Linked DNA regions of Mus musculus: region 1 is linked to region 2. Evidence: chromatin contacts called from public promoter capture Hi-C data. All regions are on one chromosome and are shown on one strand. The core of a region is the stretch at or near the end of the contact, and the rest is flanking DNA. Distances in the headings are between cores, read along the strand shown.

Region 1 (3,939 bases), core at 582-3,081, 2.8 Mb after region 2:
TTCTGACCTCACTCCATAGATGTCAGTACAGTCCCTTCCATGTGTGTCTTGGGAGCTCCACACTGAACAGAGCTCTGTTCTTCTGATCCTTTCTCTACTGGATCACGAGATCTTTCCCAATACTAGAATACAAATTTTATTTATTTTATTTTTTTAAATAATTTGAGACAGAGTTTCTATACATAGCCCTGGCTATCCTTGAACTCTCTCTGTAGTAGTCCAGGCTGCCTTGTACTCAAGAGGTCCACCTGCCTCTGCCTCCAGAATGCTAGGCTTAAAGCTGTGCACCACCATGCCCAGTTCGGAAGCTTTTTTTTTTTTCCTTTTGTAATTTAAGACAAAGTCTCATTTTGGATTTTCAGCTTGTGGAAATTATAGACTTGTACCATTATATTGAGTTTAAACTAAAAACTGCAGAAAGCTCAGAGGTTAAGAGCATTGGCTGTTCTTGCAGAGTATCTAGGTTCCATTTACCAACACCCACATTTCAGCTCGCAGTCATTAGCAACTCTAGTTTCAGGGGATCTAATGCCTTCTTCTGACTTTTACAGGGAATGTGCCAGGCACATTACACGGCAAACAAAAATACACAGGCAAAACATTCATATAAAAAATATTCTTAAAAACCCACAATTTTTCAGTTACTACGGACATTCATGTGTGTGGGTTTGTAAGTGGACAACTTTGTGCAGATAGTCCGCTTCTACCTTAACGTGGGTTCTGGGGATCAAGCACCCTGACCTGCTGAACAATTTCGCCTGCCCTAAGCTAAAAACGTCTTCAAGATGTTTACTATTTACATTTCTCCTCACATAAACACTTAACCGTTTTATTCACAAGAGTGATCCAAACTCTGTCCTAGCCAACTTACTATAAAATCGTAATACATCAAAACTCATTAATGAGATTTAATGGTTCCTTTAAAATGAAAGGTATGTCGGGAAGTGGTGGCACATGCCTTTGATACTAACACTTGGAAGTCAGAGGCAAGGGGATCTCTGAATTCGAAGCCAGTGTGGTCTATAGAACCTGAGTTCCAGGTTAGCCAGGGCTACCCTGTCTCGAAGGAGGAGGAGGAAGAAGAGGAAGAAGGGGAAGAAGAGAAGGAGAAGGAGGAGGAGAAAGAAGAAGGAGGAGGAGGAGAAGAAAGAAAGAGAGGGAGAGAGAGAAAGAGAGAAAGGAAGGAAGGAATTCATATTTAAACTCATACAGAAATATGGAGAGGGGGAGAGAAGGCATTATCTATCTGACAGCCTTTCTAACTTACTTTCCACTATTGATCTACGCGTGTTTCTAACCTTTGTGCTTCAGATTTTCAAATTTATTTGTCCTTAACCATTTTCTCCTCGTCTTTTATCTTCTTGTCTCCTCCACCTTCCTCCTCAGCCTTCCCCCAAAAGGAGCTGGAGTACAAGCAGGCCTGAATAGGGCTCTAACAGCACCTACACCTTCCCGTTCCCTCTCCTGCCCCTCAAGGTTGCAGACTCACAAACAGTCGTGGGGGAATTCTAGTTCCCTGGCTTTGGAAGAAAGCAGTCAGGAGCGCACCCGGGTAGTCCTGCAGCGTTATCCACCAACTTCCACCTACCTCGCTTTCCTCCGCCGCGGCTTCTTTCAAGTCCGCGTCTCCATCCCTGTCGGTTTCCTCCGGGATTCCCTCAGTGTCGGCTGCCACCAAAGCCCCAGGAGTAGCCCTCGTCTCCTCTGACTCCCCTGGCTCCCCGCCTTTGTCTGTGGGCGACTCCCCGAGGTTGTCCATCGCGAGAGCAGGGGGTCAGAGGCGATGGCAGCACCGCCGGGAGAAGGAGCTGTGGAGCGGAGCTGGAGCTGAGGGCTCGTCGTCGCGCCGCGATGACGTCACGCCCACGGATCCTGGGAGGGGTCACTTCCAGAAGCGCGTTGGTTGCCCAGGGGATTCATATAAACGGAATTTGTTTTAATGTGAAAGAAATGTAGAAGTCTAGATCCTCCGCTTCAGGGCAGAAGCGTTTTTGAAAGAGCGTAATTCGTTTCCCGAGAGACTTCTTTTTCCTTCTTTTTCTTCTCCTTCCTGGGAATGTAATGCCAATTAACCCTTCTTTAACTTTACTCCTTCAGCCCAAAGTCGGGGAACAGGGAGAGAACTCGGTCCCGCTGCTTGTTGTTGCCGTGGACTGAGCAGCTTCCGGCAGCGACCTAACCTCGGATTTCCCAAAGAACTAAGACCACCGGCTTGTGTCCACCAGGGAAGTTTCCCTTCTGTTTCGCAAGCATCTCTAACGCCAACAGAAAGTATCCAATGGTTTCATTTAACACTTCAAATATTGGCCACCTGCCTCGCGTCAGAACAGGCTAGTGTTGTGAGGGAAAAACAGAAAAAAAAAAAAAAGTCATCCTTTCCCAATTACATTTCCCTCCTTAGTCCACCAATATTAAAAATTGGAAATGGTTCCCCAAATCTGACTTTTAAAATGTCTCTCATGACAACTAAGAGAAAGAAGGTCTCTTCTGACTTTTTCTGAAGAGTTAGTAGGATGGAGTGCGAGGATAGTGTCTGTTAAGAGTTCTTACATTTTTTTTTCATGTGTATGGGTGTTTTGCATGTAAGTCTGAGCTCCACATGCGTTCGTGGTACCCTGGGAGGCCAGCAAAAGGTGTTACATCCGCTGGAGCTGGAGTTACAGACTGCTGTGAGGCGCCACAAGTGATGGGAATCAAACCTAGATTCTCTGGCAGAGCAACCAGTGCTCTTAACAGGGAACCACCTCTCCAGCCACCCCCGTACTCCCTCCCCCCCCCCCACCTTTTTTTTTCTGGAGAGAGGGTCTCACTATGTAGCCTTGGCTAGCCCGTAACTTGCTTTGTAGATCAGGCTGACCTTAAACTCACAGCGATGCAGCCAGCGGCTTCTGCTTCTCGACTGCTGGGACAAATGGCAGTTGCCACAATGCCAGTCTAACTGCAGAAGTAAAACTCTCAGGTCTTCCCTCCAGGAGGCACCAGAGGGAGGGATTTTTCAAGTCTGGTTCTAGATCTCCGCGCCTATCCCGTATTGAATCTATGCGTTTTGAATGGAGTTGAAAACAGAGGTACGCGTTACCCCCTTTTCTTTTGTTTCTACGGTGCCAGGAACAATGACCGCATTTCCAGTGCCATGAGGTCCCAAACCTTTGGGAAGGCGAGCAGTTCGGGAAGCTCCTGCAGGCGTGCCGCCTCCGATCTCCGCCACCTGGCGAATGGGCGGGTCCGCTAGGCGTAGACCGCGCCTGCGCCAGGCTCGGCTCCGCACACCGAGGCTCCCCTCCGCCAAGCGGGCTCACCTGCACGGCGGCGCCGAGCCCCGCCCACTAGGTGGGCAAGGGGGCGGGGCGCGGGGGCGCGGTGACGCGTGACGCCGGATCCCGGAAGTGACGCGCCGCCAGGGAGTGGGGGAGGCCGAGGAGGCGGGGGGAGAGGGGGTGGCGTCCCCGGCCGGTTTGAGGGGTGCGTTGCCCGGAGACGGAAAGTTTCGGAGCCGGAGCAGGCTCTGCAAGGCTCCGGGTTGAGGTCCGAGGGGTGGCGGTCCTGGGGATGGGGAAGGAGCAGGAGCTGCTGGAGGCGGCCCGCACCGGGCACCTCCCGGCCGTGGAGAAGCTGCTGTCCGGGAAGCGGCTCTCCTCCGGCTTCGGCGGCGGCGGCGGCGGCTCAGGCAGCGGCGGCGGCTCCGGGGGCGGCGGCCTCGGTTCTTCTAGCCACCCGCTCTCCAGTCTGCTGAGGTGAGTGCGCGCGCCGGGGCTCGCAGCCTGGACTGCGAGGGCTCCCCCGAGAGGTCACGGTTCCTGGGGCGCGCGCGGCGCAGGCCGGGCTCTCGTGTCTGGCGTCGCCGCTGCGGAGAATGGGGGGAGTGCCCAGGTGGCAGCCCGCGCCGCATGGCACAGCTCGGCGTCACCCTCGCCCGCCGTGAGGTGCCAGCTGTCGCTT
Region 2 (3,504 bases), core at 638-3,137:
TGCACAGATAGACACCAGGCCTTCCCCTGTTCTGGCCTGTTGGCACAAGTCTTTTTCTTTTCTTTCTTTCTTTCTTTTTTTTTTTAAGTTTTGATATTTTATGTGTGGGTGTTTTGCCTGTATACTACATGCACGAAGAACCTATGAAATCAGAACAGGGTGTCAGATCCTCTGGAACTGGAGTTGCACTGAGTTGTGAGCAGCCATGTGGGTGCTGGGAACTGAACCCAGTCCTCTGGGAAAGCAGCCAGTGCTCTTAAGCACTGAACCATCTCTCCACCCCCACACCCCAGCAGTTTATAAAACCCCAGCTTCTCACAGCCACAGATCCTTCCAAGGACTGCCATTCAACCGGATGTGGGACCTGGGTACACAGGGATCCATAGCAGCAATGTGGTAGATAAACATTTAAAACCTGACATGTTAGCCGGGCGGTGGTGGCACACGCCTTTAATCCCAGCACTTGGGAGGCAGAGCCAGGTGGATTTCTGAGTTCGAGACCAGCCTGGTCTACAGAGTGAGTTCCAGGACAGCCAGGGCTACACAGAGAAACCTGTCTCGAAAAACAAAAACAAACAAACAAACAAACAAAAAAACCCTGAAATGTCCTGATGATCCTGAAAGTGCCACAGAATAAAGAATGGGCCCAGTAGAAGACAACAAGTGACCTTTAGGGCATCAGCTAGGGACAGTGGAGACTCTCTGAGTGCTGATCTGCAAGGAACCCTATTCTTCCTCCCAGCCTTCAACAAGAAGGAGTGAGGCCAGGCTAAGATGCAGGGTCCTTCCCCTTACAGTTTTAAGGTGTTGGGAACCTTCTCAGAACTTGGGCGCCCTGTTGCTCACTAACTGCTCACCCAGCAGTGCTCTCAATGGCTTCCATCAGCACCAGGAAGGCTTGGTCTGGAGGGCCATCCAGGAAGAAGCTCTCCCAAAGCCGCTCCAGCTGGCCACCGGGGGACAGCTCCAGCCAACCTGGGCTCAGCTTGCTGACCAGACATCTAAGGACGGCTGAGAAGTGGACAGTGGCAAACTCCTCCTTCTCCTCAGGAAGAACTGGATCCTCGGTTCCACCGAGGTATCGTTTCAGAGTCCCCAGGGTAGAAAGGATATGGCCAGCATCCTCTGAGGATGAAAGGATGTGAATGGCTTCCTGGACGGTGAGCCGGACAGCAGACAGGGCTGGGTCCATCCTGCAGAACAGGGCTGAGGGTCCGAGAAAAGCATGTTAGAGTGTCAAGAATTCTTCCCATGGCACCCACGATGTTAAGGGAGGAAACAGTTGGGCCGGTTCCAAATCTCAGGCCCCACCCCCCTACACACACGCACTTACTTCTGCGCTTCCAGGCGCTTCACTCACAATCTCACTCACGCTCTCCCGTCCTTCTTCCGGGTTTCCCGCCTGCCCGATGATCTGACAGAGCTTCAGTCCCGGACTGCACCGGTGCACTGTGGCTGTCTCCTCTGTCAAACCCACTGATAGTTGGATGAGTGAGTGGCTTGCCAGGGTGCAATAACTAAAACTCCTCCTCCGTCTGCAGCTCCAGGTTAGCACCCAGCCCCCTAAACACGAGGCCTTCGGCTCGTATGGGAACTGGCCATGCTGCAAGGCAGGACACTGCAGCCCCGACTGGACCAACCACTCCTACAGGGTTCCTCTGGCCAGCATGCTTCAGAGCCGAGGCCACATGCTCCCTCTTGCGCGCCGCTGATTCGCCACGGCACCAGGACCACGCGCCAGATTCAGTGTCAGCTGAGGGCAGCTGTGAATTCGAGTCGCAGAGCTCACGTGAAACCTGCACGGATATTTAGAATTTCTGGGGCTGATACAAACGCGTGGCTAGGGACGAATCAGCGGCGCGCCAACGCGCTGATGACCGCAGCATCTGCGCCTGCGCAAGAGGAGGAAGAGGCGTGGCCTAAGAGCCTACGGTGGGCAAGGCCTGAGGGCAGGACTCCGGTAGGCGTGTCCGCTCTATTGGTCCCCTGGTGACTGCTGTCTCTGTTTTCCTTAATTCTGGAGAGACTTTCCCCAGCACATTACCCCACTATGCTGCCTTGGGTCGGATGACTTTCCACTCTAGAGCACTAATCAACTCTCTAGGCGCCCTGAGGGAAACAGAATAAGGAAGCCAGGAACAGCGGATATGGCCAAGTTGTAATGCGGATGCGCTGATGTATTTGGTGGTACACAAGGGTGCACGTTTACTGCGAACACGCAAACTGCGTCTAAACTGCCCTAAATGAAACACCACTAGCTGAGTAAACACCCAGGGATCCTGACTGTCGTCTGAACTTAGCAGTGTGAAACATTCCATCATGGCAGAACTTTTCTTGACCATCCTGATCTGGAAGATACATTGAGGGAGCAACATTTCAGCGGAACTGGGTGTGGGTGGAAATCTGAGCAAGCTGTATTCATTCAACATCATCAAGCAAAATTACCCTTCCTGAGCAGGAAATGAGCCCACTCAAGGCTTAGCAGTTAGCAGAGCATACCAGGGGCCAGAGCGATTATCTTAGAGGTTAAATTACGTGTGGCTCTTGCCAAGGTCCCAAGTTCAGTTCCCAGCATCCATGGAAGTGTTACCGATCAGCCAGCCAGGATCTCTACACAAATAAAAACTGGGGTTAGTCAAAGAGAAGGTCTTCAAATGGTAGCTTTCTTTTTTTTTTTTTTTTCTCCATGTTTGGCCTCAGTGAGAGATGGCAGATGACTCCCCTAGTATTAGGGGACTGGAGGCATTGGGACCCTTAGCCCTAAAAGTATTCTAGCTCTTACGTAGGTCAGGAATCCTTGGCTCTTTCCTGTGGCTGGTGCAGCTTCCACTAAGCAGATTTGGTGATTGTAGGGACTCTTCAGCCCTACAGCTTTACAATTTTTGTGTAGACCTTCGCTCTTAATGACAGCCAGTGTTAAAATTCTTGGCCTAGGGTTGAGACCTCTTGGCTCTCTGGAACTCATCTGGCATCCAAGGCTATGCCATCTCTTCTCTGGTTTAGTCAATTATCCTCATTCAGTCTCAGTTTCTGCACTCCCCTGATGCCTTGGCTACTGCTTCCTCAGCTATGACAAAACTGACTGTCCTGTCCCTTTTGTAGCTTGGCCTGCCAATTGCTCAGCTGTCTCTGCCACCTCTTTTTTTTTCATGATAACAGCTTAGCCCACATTACTGAGAGTAGGCAAGCAAACCCTGGAGAGGAGCCTTTTACTGTACCTAAAGCTGCAACAAAAGGGAGGAGATGAGGAAAGTCTCTCCCAGAGGGAGTCAAAGCGGCTGCCTTCAAATCCTGAAAAGGGGCACTTCCTCTGCTAACAGTCTTTGCACCAGCCTCTGTAGTTCCTCAGCTAGGCCACCAGAGGACGTGTTCTTCTCAACCTGGTCGAAATGGTTGCAAAAAGCCTTGGGGCTGTATCTTCCAGACCTGAAGCAATTTGCAACCTTGTAGTTTTCTCAAGGCCCTCAGAGTTTCCTGGATAGTCAGAGCTGGCATTAGGGCAGG

Evidence for each region. Capture Hi-C pulls out chosen DNA fragments and counts their contacts.
Region 1: a promoter capture Hi-C map of liver shows a contact between it and region 2, with 2.4 times the contacts expected there. The contact joins the promoter of Taf11 here to the promoter of Telo2 in region 2. A contact is called at or near these places in 2 of 39 promoter capture datasets (cranial neural crest and liver), 1 of 115 datasets of contacts at active chromatin or transcription factors (large pre-B cells) and 1 of 9 other capture datasets (liver).

What each region holds. Positions count from the first base shown.
Region 1 is chr17:27,905,913-27,909,851 of GRCm38.p6, forward strand. Taf11 (TATA-box binding protein associated factor 11) reads right to left here and starts at 1,832. Exons shown (of 5, transcript NM_001379368.1): 1 at 1,589-1,832. The coding sequence starts at 1,759. Anks1 (ankyrin repeat and SAM domain containing 1) reads left to right here and starts at 3,394. Exons shown (of 25, transcript NM_181413.4): 1 at 3,394-3,734. The coding sequence starts at 3,550.
Region 2 is chr17:25,114,080-25,117,583 of GRCm38.p6, forward strand. It overlaps Telo2 (telomere maintenance 2), which reads right to left and starts at 1,888. Exons shown (of 21, transcript NM_001163661.1): 1 at 1,334-1,888; 2 at 858-1,206. The coding sequence starts at 1,192.